2 separate regions of the Mus musculus genome follow, and region 2 is linked to region 1. The links are chromatin contacts, called in public Hi-C maps. All regions are on one chromosome and are shown on one strand. The core of a region is the stretch at or near the end of the contact, and the rest is flanking DNA. Distances in the headings are between cores, read along the strand shown. Region 1 holds the start of Mrpl15 (mitochondrial ribosomal protein L15). Region 2 overlaps Lypla1 (lysophospholipase 1).

Region 1 (4,265 bases), core at 1,080-3,579:
TCCAAAGGTTCCAAGTTCAAATCCCAGCAACCACATGGTGGCTCACAACCATCCGTAACGAAATCTGATGCCCTCTTCTGGAGTGTCTGAAGACAGCTATAGTGTACTTACATATAATAAATAAATGAATCTTTAAAAAAAAAAAAAGGTAATATACATGGAAATAAAAATACATATGGCAAGATACATTTACCTTTTATATATAAATATAGATACAGATATATATAGATATATATAGATATGGAAAGATACATATACATTTTTCAATTGTTAATCATCTAAGGAATTATGACAGCAAGCACTATCATCAGCATGTTGTTGGTCTGAGTAGACTCTGTACAAATGTGCTTTTCTGGGGGCATAGTCATACAGTGACACAGACAATAGAGGGTAAGTTACATTACTAAAAATTATTCAAAGCAACAGTACCATAAGTGTGTTCCTAAATAAACATAAGGTATCTACCAAATTACTTGTGTACTTCTTAGTGGAAATTACGATTTGTACTTAAAAAAAACAAAAAACAAAAAACAAAAAAAAAAAAACAACCTTACCTATGTCCTTCATTAAATCCATATTTTGGGATTCGTATGTAAAATGGAGTCTGCCCTCCCTCAAAGCCCAGCCTTGGCCGGGTTCCTCTCTGCCTTTCTCCTTTATGGCCTCTGCCACACTTCCTACCTCTTCTCCGATCTCTTGGACGTCTTTCCTACAAGAAAAAGTGAGTTTTAAGATCTTCAGATACATTTCTGAAAACTGTCTCATCTCATAGCATATTCCATATTAATGCTGTTTATCCATTGCACCAGAGGTAAAGTACCGTGTGCCAAGCCCTGCTCTAGCTGCGTGCTCATCTTTATACTCCACCAACATAGTTCTCTCAGAATGTAGCTGATCCTAGTAACCAAAATACAAGGTGAAACACAGGGCAAAGTTCTAAGGAAGGGATGGGATCCAACAGGAATAACAAGCTCTACAATAAGCTAGGTCCCTGTAGTGATTGCTATCTGCTAGGTTGAGGCAGGAGGATTCAAAGTTCAAGGCCTGCCTAAGCTACAAAAAAAGGGCAAGGCCAGCAACCCCCAATTTTCTGAGAGTCTGTCTCTGAATAAAGCATTTAAAAATCGGGAAAGGGAACCAGATGTGGTGGCGCATGCCTTTAATCCCAGCACTCGAGAGGCAGGGACAGGAGGATTTCTGAGTCCGAGGCCAGCCTGGTCTAAAAAGTGAGTTCCAGGACAGCCAGGGCTCTACAGAGAAACCCTGGGGGGGGGGGGGGGGGGGGGCGGTGAGAGGGCATCGGGAAAGGGTTTGGGATTACAGCTCAGTGGTATAGTGTGCTTGAACAAACAAGCTAAGGGCCTAAATTTAGTCTTCAGGAAAAAGCAGCTGGAACGGAAAAAGAAAATCCTAGAACTAAACAGCCAAAACGAGGCTTGAGTGACATTAAATGTTTTATTTTTAAATTAATCGTAAATATGTAATTAGATCACATATGGCTAAGGAAAACTCCAATTTTTGCTAGGGACACATTCTAATTTCCTAAATTCCTAAAAGATAAGCTCCTGGCAACTTGTCCCCCTCCACAGAATTGTAAAACTGATGTGAAATGATTAATTGCTTCGGTAAAGTTCCTCATGTAGCTGTAAGTTCCCCAGAAATAAAGTAATTGCGACCTTTCAAAGCCCTCCACCTTCTACCCCTTTAACCTGGGCCTAAGGGGAATTGTGGTTGGCTGCACTATAACATTAAAAAATTGGCTAATTACAACTGGATAGAGTCGGGTAGTCTTTCGGTGTTCTCTAACTCCGTAACATCTTTCCCTTAATTGACTTTGTCAACCGCCCCCCCCCCTAAAAAAAAAGCCGTATATTAAGTTACTGTAAAAGCCGAGCAGCCGACCCACAACAGTTTTCTAGTTGCACCCTGGGTTGCACATTGGCCAGCTGGAATGTAGAAAAAACACTGGGATTTTTATAACGACGATAGGCACTTGCTAAGCAGTTCAGTTTAAACGCAATTTTGGATGAATCGTCTGCAGTTCCCGAGTGTGTACCCTCCGCCTGCTTAGCATCCTTAACACTGGGCGCACGCGGAAGGGAGCCAGGCGCCCGCACGCGTCCATCGCCAGAGTGACGCGGCCCCTGCACTCCCCGCACCGCCGCCAAGCGTTTACCCGTTTTCTGGAGTTAGGACTGGGCTTCAGGTTGGCCAGGCTCACTCTCGGCAAGGACCGCAGCAGGTCCAGGCTGGTCCCGCAGCCGCGCGCCGTGCCAGCCATGACCCGCGGTGCTTCAAGGGCGCCCAGGAAGCGGCGTAGACTCCGCGTTGCTTTACGGCTCCGCCCGGCCCCTGTCGCGCTGCAGCGGCCGTACTGCCCCGCCCCTGTCGTGCTGCAGAGCGACCGCATCCGCGTCGGTAGGCTATGTCTTCCAGCTTCCAGGCTTGATGTCTTTTTACTTCGGGGAACTGCATCAACTTTTGTGAGATCATGCTTTATCCTCTGGCTTTGGTACCATTTTGTGAACGAAAACTGTTCTCTTCTGCCCTGTAATGACTGAACACGCTGTACGGTAAAAGTGGGGCCTCATGAAGCGAAAAGTAATCCAAAATGATGTGAACAGGTTCAAGCTTTGAGACTCTGGTAATTCAACTGTTACAGTGCCTGGCTCTAGAATTAATTGTCTAATTAGGTTCAACCTAATAGCGTGCCTTGCAGTTAACGATGGGGGGTGGGGCATACTTAGCTCCTGGGGTATGCCAGAAACTGAGTTAAAGTTAGCCTTACTAGATTCATATAAACAACCACGCTAGAAGCGAGGTGTGGTTTTATGCCTATCAGATCGACCCAGCTGTCACAGCAGATGGTATAGATAGGATTCAAAGCTAATGAACTTAAACTGCCAAACATATATTTAACTCTCCAAATTAAATGATTTTTAAAACTTGTCTTAATACAAGTAATATAGAAAACAATGTGTTCATTTTTATATTCTTTTTCCGTTCCACTGTCTTGCTGGAGAATTGCTCCTACCAAGCTCTATCAGTTATATAGTGAAGGTGAGACAATTTAATAAGCAGCTGTTTCTAACTCAAATAAACCTTTATTTTTATTTTATTGATTCATTGTGAATTTCACATCATACACTCCAGATCCACAATCCCTCCGTCCTTTTTGCCCTTGCAAACCCCCCCCCCCCCAAAATAAAAATAAAGTTTAGGAAACCTCATCGTGAAGCTGTCGTGTGTCACAGTGTGTCCTACAGTATACCCTTTTGTCCATACATTATTACTTGCAAATGTACATTGCAATGAGTCATTGGTCTGGTTCTAGGTCTCTGGCTTCTGCTACACCAATATTGGATCCTCACAGGGACTCTATTCGGTTATCCTGCTATTGTCCTAGGTCACTGAGATCCTGCAGCTCTGGATCAGCAGGACTAGCTAGCCCTTTCACATGTTCCAACAGGTTACACATAAGGTAGATATCGGGGTGAGCTACTCAAAACCATGGATTTGGGCCTGGGGCCAGAGCCTGCTGGTCATTCAACATGGAAACCACGACTTGGGGTATGAGGATGATTATAGGAAAGGCAAAAAGAAGATGGAAGAGACAGATATGGGAGGGCTACAGGTCAATACCACCACTAGCAGCAAGTTTACTTTCTCAGTGTCTTTTAAAGGCTAGCAACAGAAAGCATGACCAATTCCAGGAAGTTAAACAATGAACATGAACATTTATGTGATAAGTGTATGGTACACACTATCCATGTTTGACTAAGGCCATTTCCTTCAGGCTTGGACAGTCTCTCAAGGACATATGTAAAAGCAGAGGAACTTGGCAGGATATAATGCATGTCTTAACTAAAAGCAAAAGCATGTTAGCAGACTCATTCATGATTAATTACAAGCAAGAACTCAGCCAACATTAACTCTGGAAGTGCTCCCCACATGTCCCCTTTTTATCTATGCAAGCCAATGAAATTGAGGAAAGCCAAAATACTGTGTTGCATTTCTTGTAAGGATACATTTTCTTTATTGTATGGTTTATGTGATGTCACTAATATTAATCAGTCATAGTGGAAATGGTCTGTAGCCAATTGTATGCTGTTTGTCCCATATGCAACATAGTAAGCATAGAAAACTATGAGAATGAATTGAAGAGTGCCACAGACTCTCTTTGGTCACTGTCTGTGTGGAACAGGTCTCTGGTTGCAGGTGGACAAGGAGTTGGCAGGAATTGACAGACTCTACACAAGGGAGTG
Region 2 (4,154 bases), core at 1,588-4,087, 44 kb after region 1:
GGAACTCAGAAATCCACCTGCCTCTGCCTCCCGAGTGCTGGGATTAAAGGCGTGCGCCACCACGCCCGACATAGATTCAGCTTCTTGAGGCACTCCCACTCACAGAAAGTGTTTCCTTCCCTACATCCTCACCAACATATACTGTCCTTTGCTTTCTTATTAATCTTGGACATTCTGAGTTAGGCTAAGATGAAATCTGAAAATCTATCTTTTCCTGATTGCTAAGAATGTCAAACATTTCTTTAAATGATTCTCAATCATTAATATTTTATCTTTTGTTATACAGTCTTATATCCCATTTAAATGAGGTTATTATTTCCTTGATGTTCCAGTATTGTGGAATTTCGTTTTCGCTTCTTTTATATTCTCATTACTACCCCCTCTTTCAGATGTATGATTGATAAAGTTTTTTTTCCCCTATTCTGTTGGTTGTCTCTTTGTTTAAATGATGGTGTCCTTTGTTGTACTTTTTATTTTCATGAGGTCTCATTTATTGTTAGTTTGAAAGTCCTATCCTGTGCTAATGAGTTTCTCTTTTTTTCTTTGAAACTTCTTTTTATTATTAGATATTTTCTTCATTTACATTTCAAATGCTATCCCAAAAGTCTCCTATACCCTCCCCTCCGCCCTGCTCCCCAACCTACTCACTCCTGCTTCCTGGCCCTGGCATTCCCCTGTACTGGACCAAGGGCCTCTCCTCCCACTGATGACTGATTAGGCCATCTTCTGCTACATATGCAGCTAGAGACACAGCTCTGGGGTACTGTTTAGTTCATATTGTTGATCCTCTTATAGGGTTGCAAGCCACTTCAGCTCCTTGGGTACTTTTTCTAGCTCCTCCACTGGAGGCCCTGTGTTCCATCCAATAGATGACTGTGAGCTAATGAGTTTCATATTTTCTCTTTCATTAATTCAAGATATCAAGTCTTAGGTTAATATCCTTGATCCACCTGGAGTTAAATTTTGTGTAGAGTGAGACATGAGGCTTGAGTTTCATTCTTCTGTATGTAGCTATCCAGTCATTTGTAGAGATGTGTATTGTTGGCCTGTCAGAATCAGGTTGCTGAAGGAGTTCGGGCTTTTATCTGATTTTTCCATTATCTTCTATTTATCAGTGTGTCTGTTTTTATGTCAATGCCATGTGGTTATTACTAAAGCTCTAGAGAAGGCAGGGATGATGATACTTCCAGCAGTGTTTTAGCTATCACAGGTCATGTTTATTTCCATATAAGTTTTGAGTTATTTTCAACTCCTGTGAATAATTGTGTTGGGATTTTGATGGGAATTGCATTTAATTTGGAGGTTGCTTTTGATAGGATGTCTATTTCATTGTTTTAATCCTACCGACTCATGAGCTTGGGGGATTATTTTATCTTCTATTGTCTTCCATTTCTTTATTACCTTAAAGTTTTTATTATACAGATCTTCCATTTGTTTGGCTCTAAGACATTTATATCTGTATTTGTTTTAGAATAACTATATTTTGAATATATACTTTTAAAAATATATATTAGAACATTTATATGTGTATATATGTGTATGTATGTACTATGTATGTAAGTCTGTATGTATATAATCTGAGACTGTTGTGAAAAGTATTGTTTCTCTTTTTCCTCAATGTCATTTGTATATAGGCAGGCTATAGATTTTAGTGTTAATTTTGTATTCTGTTACATTGCTAAAAGTTTACCAGCTCTAGAATTTTCCTGATGATTTTAAAGGTCTTTTATGTATCAAGCCGTATGATCTAACAGCAGTGACTGTTGACAGAACTCAGGCGAGAGCATCTTTCTCTCTTTAGGCAGACATTAGAAAATGACCCTTGCTTCCAGGTCTGCAATGCGCTCACTAGCACACTCTCCTTATGCTCGGGTACTAGGTGGAGCTAACATCTGTTCTTATAGAAGTTTTAAGTACTGTTCTATACCAGTTTACTAGAGTGTAAAACAGTAGTTAATAGCATGCTTTTCATACTTTTCTACCAGGCATGGATGGGCAGAAGCCTTTGCAGGTATCAAAAGTCCCCACATCAAATACATCTGTCCACATGCGTGAGTATTTCTAATATTTAGCTTTTTTTTCTTCAGAACCTATAACAAAATTGTGATAGCTTTGCTTTTCCAGAAAAATACTTGAATATAATTGTTTCCCTTTTAAATAAAAGAAGACTAATAGCATTCCTTAAAACTAAAATCTTCTCTTGGTTAAACTGGGGTGGAGGGAAGATTGCTATTTTGAAATTTAAGATATTCTTCTAGGGCTTGTGAGATGGCTCAGTGGGTAAGATCACTGACTGCTCTTCCAAAGGTCCTGAGTTCAAATCCCAGCAACCACATGGTGGCTCATAACCACCCATAATGAGATCTGATGCCCTCTTCTGGCGAATCTGAAGAAAGTTAGTATACTTATGTATAATAATAAATAAATCTTTAAAAAAAAATTCCCTGGGCGTGGTGGCACACACCTTTAATCCCAGCACTCGGGAGGCAGAGGCAGGTGGATTTCTGAGTTCGAGGCCAGCCTGGTCTACAGAGTGAGTTCCAGGACAGCCAGAGCTACACAAAGAAACACTGTCTTGAAAAACCAAAAAAAAAATTCTTCTAGAGCTCAAGAGAACTTAAAGCCAGAACAATTCTTTTAGATATGTAAGTGCCTATGAAGCTCCAATCTTTATTAAATTGAAGACACTCAGCTTTTATTAGAGGCAGTGTGATATGCTGTTGTAGATACGGTTGTAGAACCTGGTTCAGAAAAATGTTTGCTGGTTCAGTAAGAAGCTAGCAAGTTTTAAGCAAACTCAGAAAATCAATTGGCTTTGCTAACTTGAGGTGAAAGGTTACTAAGTGAAGCCATGGGGGACGTTAGAGGCGCTGGAGCAGTGCCAGCGGGCTAGTGCTTACGCCTCAGAAATGGCAGCAGGACGACTGAGAAGAGTATCAAAGAGGAGTGAACCTGAGGGTTCCTTGTCCTGCAGCAGAGGGTCTAATTACCTCTGTAGGCTGCAGCTGAGTGCTTTGGCTAGCGTGGCGTGGCCAGCCCAAACAAGAGACAGAATTCTTCACTATATTTGCCCCTAAATTGAATTACTCTAAGACTGTTTCCTAACCTGGGGAAGTTTATGTTTTCATAGAATGTTGAATGGGTTTGTTGTATGAATCAGGATGATAGTGGCTCTGGTAATTAAGAGTATATTCACATTCCTTTCTCCTTTCCTCTTGTACCAGGCTTTTTTGATTACTCAGCCTGTTTTTCATTACAGACTTGAGTTGAACATAATGGACACTTGGGTAGAACTTATATTTATCTATAGGTCTCTTAATCAAGCAGGCATATAACTAAGGAATAAGCAAAATGTGATTCAGGCATATGGGAGTTAATGGAACAGTAGCTAGGCAATAAAATGTTCTTAGCAGAGTCTCAATTGTTTGTGTATTTCTAATGGTCTCAGTTCTTAGAAATTACAGGTATAAAGTAAGGCCGTTGAGACAGAAAGTATTTGTTATGAGCCAAGTTTAGTCCTTGGCCACAGCTGCTCTGCTTTCAGAAAGCAGTGGCTGGACAAAGAGAACAGAGCTGGGAAGGTGGATGTGTGAACTGCAGTCCATGTTAAAGTCGTAGTGTGAAACGTGGCTGTTACTCTCATGTGCTCTTTGTTTCTTTTCCACCTAGCCCTGTGATGCCAGTCACATTAAATATGAATATGGCTATGCCTTCTTGGTAAGTAAGAGTTTACTTCCTCATTAATGACCTTGTAGCCTTTGCAGGAGGCTTTTTATTTTTTATTTTTTCTCCATAAGTTGCAGGTCATGATCCTGTGCTGCTCTTCAGGGGCTGCTGTATCCCTTAAGAGGCTAGACTAGGCCTTTGTGTCCTTCTCTGGGTAGCATGATGTACATGAGTTAGAACTTGACACAGTCTGGCCTCTCCCCTCATGGACTCAGTCATTCAGGGACAGGACCAAATAGAGGCAAAGAAGATACACACAGGCATAGCATGTAACAGTTACAATGGAATCACTGGTCTAAAGAAGCTTTTTTTAAAAAAAAAAATTCTTCTATGCACTATATAGCCAACAGTGCCTTTTTTTTTTAAAGATTTGCCTGTTTATTTTATGTATATGAGTACACTGTAGCTGTCTTCAGACACACTAGAAG

Evidence for each region. Hi-C and Micro-C count contacts between places; a contact is called where the count stands out from the background.
Region 2: a Hi-C map of liver shows a contact between it and region 1, with 5 times the contacts expected there. The contact joins the enhancer-like site here to the promoter of Mrpl15 in region 1. A contact is called at or near these places in 5 of 39 promoter capture datasets (embryonic stem cells, liver, macrophages and 1 more), 41 of 484 Hi-C or Micro-C datasets (the AML12 cell line, CD8 T cells, embryonic stem cells and 7 more), 6 of 115 datasets of contacts at active chromatin or transcription factors (the SCID.adh cell line, embryonic stem cells and liver) and 4 of 9 other capture datasets (adipose tissue, embryonic stem cells, liver and 1 more).

The regions. Positions count from the first base shown.
Region 1 is chr1:4,783,397-4,787,661 of GRCm38.p6, forward strand. It overlaps Mrpl15 (mitochondrial ribosomal protein L15), which reads right to left and starts at 2,330. Exons shown (of 5, transcript NM_001177658.1): 1 at 2,177-2,330; 2 at 555-709. The coding sequence starts at 2,281.
Region 2 is chr1:4,826,599-4,830,752 of GRCm38.p6, forward strand. It overlaps Lypla1 (lysophospholipase 1), which reads left to right. Exons shown (of 9, transcript NM_008866.3): 3 at 1,986-2,051; 4 at 3,670-3,717. Among named protein-coding and RNA genes, the nearest start is that of Lypla1, 21 kb to the left of the region's middle. Within about 2 kb of position 2,838, at least 5 of the 459 cell types and tissues checked have an H3K27ac peak or open chromatin away from gene starts, as enhancers often do. A contact at or near this core is called in liver, where this site is marked.